2 separate regions of the Capra hircus genome follow, and region 2 is linked to region 1. A link is a contact called in public Hi-C data. All regions are on one chromosome and are shown on one strand. Each heading gives the region's core, a stretch centred on a gene start, on an enhancer-like site or on the middle of the called end of the contact. The rest is flanking DNA. Distances are from core to core; before and after follow the strand shown.

What was found. Hi-C and Micro-C count contacts between places; a contact is called where the count stands out from the background.
Region 2: a contact with region 1 is called in a Hi-C map of blood, with 4 times the contacts expected there. The contact joins the promoter of KANSL1 here to the enhancer-like site in region 1. A contact is called at or near these places in 2 of 5 Hi-C or Micro-C datasets (both in blood).

What each region holds. Positions count from the first base shown.
Region 1 is chr19:45,656,537-45,659,611 of ARS1.2, forward strand. All of the region lies in intron 8 of KANSL1 (KAT8 regulatory NSL complex subunit 1), which reads right to left. Among named protein-coding and RNA genes, the nearest start is that of MAPT, 140 kb to the left of the region's middle. Within about 2 kb of position 1,450, at least 3 of the 5 cell types and tissues checked have an H3K27ac peak or open chromatin away from gene starts, as enhancers often do.
Region 2 is chr19:45,810,384-45,813,407 of ARS1.2, forward strand. KANSL1 (KAT8 regulatory NSL complex subunit 1) reads right to left here and starts at 1,497. Exons shown (of 16, transcript XM_018065300.1): 1 at 1,469-1,497.

The sequences.
Region 1 (3,075 bases), core at 200-2,699:
TCTTTGCTCAGAGTGGTTGGGGAAGAGGGTGTACTGGAAATAAAGCACTGTCTACAGAAATTCTGAAAGCTGGGCTGAGTTCAAAGGTATAAAGAAGGCTCAAGAAGTGGGGGAACACCTTTTCTATATCCCAGGACATCCCCTGGGATATAGAAGAGAGTTACTCCCACTTGGCAAAGGCTGGTTTTTCTTATTTATTTGGTCTTTTGGGGGGCTATACCACATGACATGTGGGATCTTCTCCAACCAGGGACTGAACCCATGCCCCCTGCATTGGGAGCGTGCACTTAAGCACTGGACCATGAGGGAAGTCTGCATAGGCTGTTTAATGGGACTACAAAAGCATAGTGATTTTATTCCTCCCGCTCTTTTATAGTGCAAATAAGTAGTCCTGGACACAGGTCCTGGTTCCATCACTGAGTAGGAGGCTAGAACAAGAACAAATCACTTGGCTGGGCTCCAGCATCTTCATCTGTAAAATGAGGCAGCAAGATCTGATCAGGGCTGGCAATATCCTAGCACACATGCTCTACCACTCTCACCTCTTCTGTCTGCTGTAGGCACAGGCTCATGGCAGTACTCACTCTGTTGTACCCCAAGGCCTCAGACCTGTCTCAAATAATTAATCTAATTATAAATCAATCTCACTAAGCACAAGAGAGAAAAAACATTTATGTTATTGCTAGACTAGATGACTACTGCACCTCTCAACTCTAACACGTTAAACTGATGACTTTTCAACTAAAACTCCACTCCTAACCTTTACCCCACCCCCCATTTAAATCCTCAGAAGTAAAAACTGGCACAAATGTAAACCATTACCTTGTGCTCTGGAGATGGGTATTAAGCAGAACCAAGAGCAACTTCCCCATAAAACCCACTGAATAAGCTGTTAGGGATAACTAACTGTTTATGGGACTCGGGCTACTATACATTGCTAAAAGTCTGCTGTGTTTTAGCAGTTTTCATATAAAAGTGAATAGAGACTCAGTTAAATCCCCCAAAAATCAGTGAACAAAAATGATCTCTTAGGAATTGCTAGTCTGAGTTCATGCTCTGAGTAATAACACCTGGGATCCACACAGAGCTACAATTCTGAAAATAGACATAGAGGACCTGAAAGTAAGCAAAGGAAGAGTTATAAAAATGGAAGAGAACAACAGTTCCGCTAGAGGACTCCACACATTTCACACCTGCATAGGCAATGGCCATTAAAGTGGTATTAACCAGACAGGAGGGTACAGACCCTTAACCAGGTCAATGACAAGAAACATTAGTTTACCATTTCCTCAAACAAAAAGAAGACTTTAGCTTCAGGCCCGCCAGAGTCTGACATTCCATGATCCACCATTTTCTCAAGCACACTTTCTCATGGTGTTCAGTCATGCTCACTTCCTCCTCCTGCTGGTAAGTTGCAACAGCCTCATGGATATAGCTAGCTGTCTTGGCAAGCTCTCTCAAAAGAGCAGAGCTCTTCGAGGCCAGCAGGTGGTGCTCTTATTAAGCATAAACGTAAGTCAACGTGTTCTTCCCCAAGGTTATACATCCTGTTTCAAGCTAAGGTTTAGCTGGCTTGATTAAATGAGGTAATTAGGAACCAAGCTCCTGTTTCTGGAATACTAAAGGGTTGACTGAGTGAAGTCGCTCAGTCATGTCCAAATCTTTGCAACCCCATGGACTGTAGCCCACCAGGCTCCTTCGTCCACAGGATTTTCTAGTCAAGAGTACTGGAGTGGGTTGCCATTTCCTTCTCCAGGGTATCTTCCCGACGCAGGGATCTAACCCAGGTCTCCAACATGGCAGGCAGACACTTTACCTCTGAGCCACCACTCAGTACTAAAGGGTTATCACACCCTAACGTCTCCACCTTCCAGCCAGGGAGCAGTTCCTAAAATGAATGGGAGTGGCTAAGGTGTGGAAGATGGGAGATGAACTCTAGGATTAAGAGCTGCAATTGGTTCCCATCCTAACAAAGTACACAGACTGGCCAGGGAAACATCAGTAAAACTACAGAAAATGAAAAGTTGGAAGTCCTGCCATCTTTAAATGTATTCTAGAGAAGAACGGGGTGGCCCAGAGGTCAGGTTTGACCCACACAGTATGCTGGCTGCTAGTTTTCACTATTACTTACTATTATAAGATAATAGATCTGGGGATAAAAGATCTGGGGAATCTCAATATTTCAGGAGACACTATTCACATCTTCATGACCCTGGCAATCTTTCAGTTTACAAATGTGGCATTCTGTATTCTGAGTGTGGCAGTGGTGTGAATCAAGTAAAAAATCCCAATAGTCACAATATTAGACACAATAATTAAGTCCCTGGGTTGAGCCACAGAAAGTCTACTGTATTCATAGGTAGATATGTTAATGCTCGACTTGAGATAGTAAAAAAAAAAAAAAACAACACTATTCTTCTTTACTGTCTCATAAAGAGAATTTAATGACCATCTCTCTTGTCCAAACTCCAATGTCATAATTAGGATATGTGTGTGTGTTTGTGTGTGACTGACACAAGGGAGAGAGTGGGGAAAGGGTGGAGGTGGGGAGAGAAGACAGAGACAGACAGGAAAATAAAGACCACAGGGAGTACAGAATGATGGAACAGGAGATGTCAGGCAGGTGTCTTGGGCATATTCAGGTGATGGGAGAGGGAATTCACAACTATACAAGGTAATCCTGTTGACAAAGCAATGATCAACGTATTTATCAGCTGATACTGATTCAACAGGAAAAAGATCTTATCAGACCTTAATAAAACTATATAGGCTCAGGCTTCTTTATTCAAATAGGAGACCATGCAATTCAACACTGTAATCTTAAGAGAATAACTCAACAAATGTTCTGGAGTCATCTTGGTGTCTCTGCCTGAAGCTGCAGCCTGGAAATGGGCAGAAATCTGACTTCTCTTAATAACCTGGCTGGAGAGAAGCATGAGTTATAGTGAAAAGAAGGACAGGAATCAGATTACTCGGATTTAAATTTTGGAGCCTGCTACATCAGCTATGTAGCCTGAGATAAACCACAACCTCTCTAAGCCTATTTCTTGAGATGTAAAACTGAAGTAACTTTAC
Region 2 (3,024 bases), core at 247-2,746, 150 kb after region 1:
CAAAGTACTATTTGCCTCACCATTTTAAAAAAATGTAGAAAATAACTGTTCCTTTTGGAGGACAAATGTGTGTGGTGTATGTTTCTCCACAGGTATGAAGAAATATATTTCTCCATAAAATTGGATTAAAATTGTAACACATATTTCAGATAATATAAAATTGCTTATTAGAATTATTTCTCAAATAGAAAAATGATTGTCCAGGGTTACTTCATAAACACTATTAAAAAGTGATTTTTTTATCTGATCACTAAAAAATGCCCTTGCCACATTTAGTTTTAATAAATTAAACCCTCTCTGATCATTTTGATTGTCCTAAATTTTCTTGAGTTTAAGTTGCAGAGACCATTCTATGTGGAAAAATAATAGCCATTCTTGACTGAAGTGCTACAAATGAAAGACCCTTCTTTCCTAGAAATCTTTAATAACAGGCCAAACAATTTTGAGCCAAGTTTGTGTGGAGGTAGGAGGATGGATTAAATGACCTCTTGTAGGATTCGTGCTCTAGTCCTAGGCCTGAATGAAAATTCCAGCTTAACCAGTTACTGCTTCGCTTAAAATGGAGGCTTGCCCGATTAGGGACAAAATAACAGCACCCACCTCTGTAAAATAAATTTTTAAAAATTCAAAGCCTACAGTACCCTCATTTTTAAGAAAAATTAAAAATAAAAACCTCTGGAGTGGATTTGTTCTTGCTATGCGTTTGTCACTTCGGCGTCGAAGACTTGGCATCACTTTCCTTACGCTCGTCGGATTTTTTTTTTTTTGTGGGGGGAGGGTTGGGGGGAGTTTGACTTCTGACCCAAGTCCGGGAAGGATTTAAGAGCCCCTCCATAATCCCCAACGCAAGAGCTAAGGGGCGAAGAGAAAGGGGAGAGCCCGAGTTCCCACCCCTCCCCCCACCCTAGACCCCAGTCCCAAACCGACCCCCCTTCCCGCAGTGAGGCGACTCTTTCTGCCCCAAACCCATTGTTAGGGAGGGGGCGTAAGGGAGAGGGGGCTCAGGGCAGGGCGCCGGCGGCCGTTGCTCCGCTCGCTTCTGGAAGGGGGCGGCCCGCGGGATGCAGCTTCCCTTCCTCTCCGCGTCGGTCCGTCCCACCTCGGCTCGGCCTGGCGCCCCGGGCTGTGCTCGGCGCCCCCGGCCCCGGGCCCGGCCCAGCCCGCCCCCCGAGTACCAGGCCCCCGACCCCTCTGCCCGCAGCCCGAGGCCCAGGCCTGCGGGTGGGCGCGGGGCGGGGGTCCCTATGCCCCACACACGCGTCCCCGCTCCCCCAGCCCAGTCGCTTCCAGGGCCCTCGGCGGCGCCCGCTCCCCGGGCCCGTCGGCCCCCCGCCTCCCGGCCGGGCCACCCCCTCGGGCTCCCGCCGTTGGGGCCGCCTCCCCTTCCCCACCATCACCCCTACCGACTCGTGCCCCCACCCCCCGGGGCCCCAGTGCCAACGGCGGCTCCCCCGGCCCCCGGACCTACCTGCACAGCTCAACCAAGCCTAGAAGTGGGGGCGGGGAATCTTCCGCCCTCCTCTATCTCTCATTGGCCCTTCCGGGGGACATAGGTATCTCTATTGGCTGGCGGCGAATGTCCGTCAGAGTGATGGGGCGGGACAGAAGGGGAGAGGGATGCTGGTGCCTTGGCGTCTCTGTCTCTGTGTATCTCGCTGTCTCTGTCTCGGAGCTTGGAAATGAGAGACATTTGGATGAGAGGACTGGAAATGGGCCTCAGGTGGCAGAAATAGAAACAGGGATCCTGGCAGAGCTTCCCGCAAGTCTGTCACTCCGAACCCCCTACCTAAGTCCCCTTTAGATCCTCTTCCCCATCACCCCCAACCCCGGCCCCTCACCCTTGTAGGTTCTTCATCCAGGAAGCGTTGTGAAGAAAACTCGAGGCCGGAAGGCCACAGAGGGAGATTTTATATATGTATATAAAATACACACATACAAATACTTATATAGAAAGTCAACCAGATATAAGGTCACAAGGGCCTGGAGAGGAAAGGACACACATCTGAGATATAGCCAAAATAAAGAATAAAAAAATCACTCTAAGAGCTGGTAACGTGGTTTCCTTCTGGGAGGGGAGTTGAGGGGATCAGGTGTGAGGAAGACTTACATTTCACTATATATCCTTTTGTATCTTTTGATTTTAAAGATTTTTATTTTTTCCTTTTTTTTTTTTTAATTACGTGGCTTAATTTTAAAATAACTATAAGGTGGCAAAACCAGGGGGACAGTTAAAATGGTGGTCCGGACAAAGAGGGACAGCATGAAGACTTAGTGAGGAATTTTAGTTTTTAGTATGTTCATTTCCAGATAGCAGGGGTAAAACCAAGTAGAAGTGTTCAGGGAAAACTGCAGTTATGGAATTCAGGAGGGGGTGGATAATCTGGGGAGATGATAGAGTTCTTCACATAATATGGCAATCAGTGACATGCTAAAGGATGAACTCCCCATAGAAACAGAAAAAGACATCCACAGTAAAGTAAGGCGGGTGAACAGAAACAGAAAGATGGTTGGTGAGATAAGAAAAACAAATAGTGAAGAGGTATGAAAGTTAAGGGAGGAAGGGTCTCTGGAAAAATAAAACAATAAAACTATGAGAACCTCACAGATGGTACAACTCATTTCAGGGACCCTCTTTAGCCTTATGCAATAAGAATGAGAGCTTGCTATACACCTGAAACTAACAACATTGTAAATCAACTATACTTCAATTAAAAAAATTTTTTTTAAATTAAAAAACCAAGAGCGAAAGCCAAGAGAATACTAAAAAAGCAGAGTTCTTAACTTTTTCCTACCATGTACCCTTCTAAGAATGTTTTTAAATATATAACAAATATACCCAGAAACTCAAAGGAACAAATTATATTAAAATACAATTTTCAGAATATTTTTAAAGTATAACATAGTGGTATATGTGCTTTATATTAAATCCATTAGATACTAAGATCTAGTGGCGAGCCTAAAGACCACCATAATTCTGAGGTAGTAAATGAGTAAAAATAATATTTCAAGATATCCACAAAAACC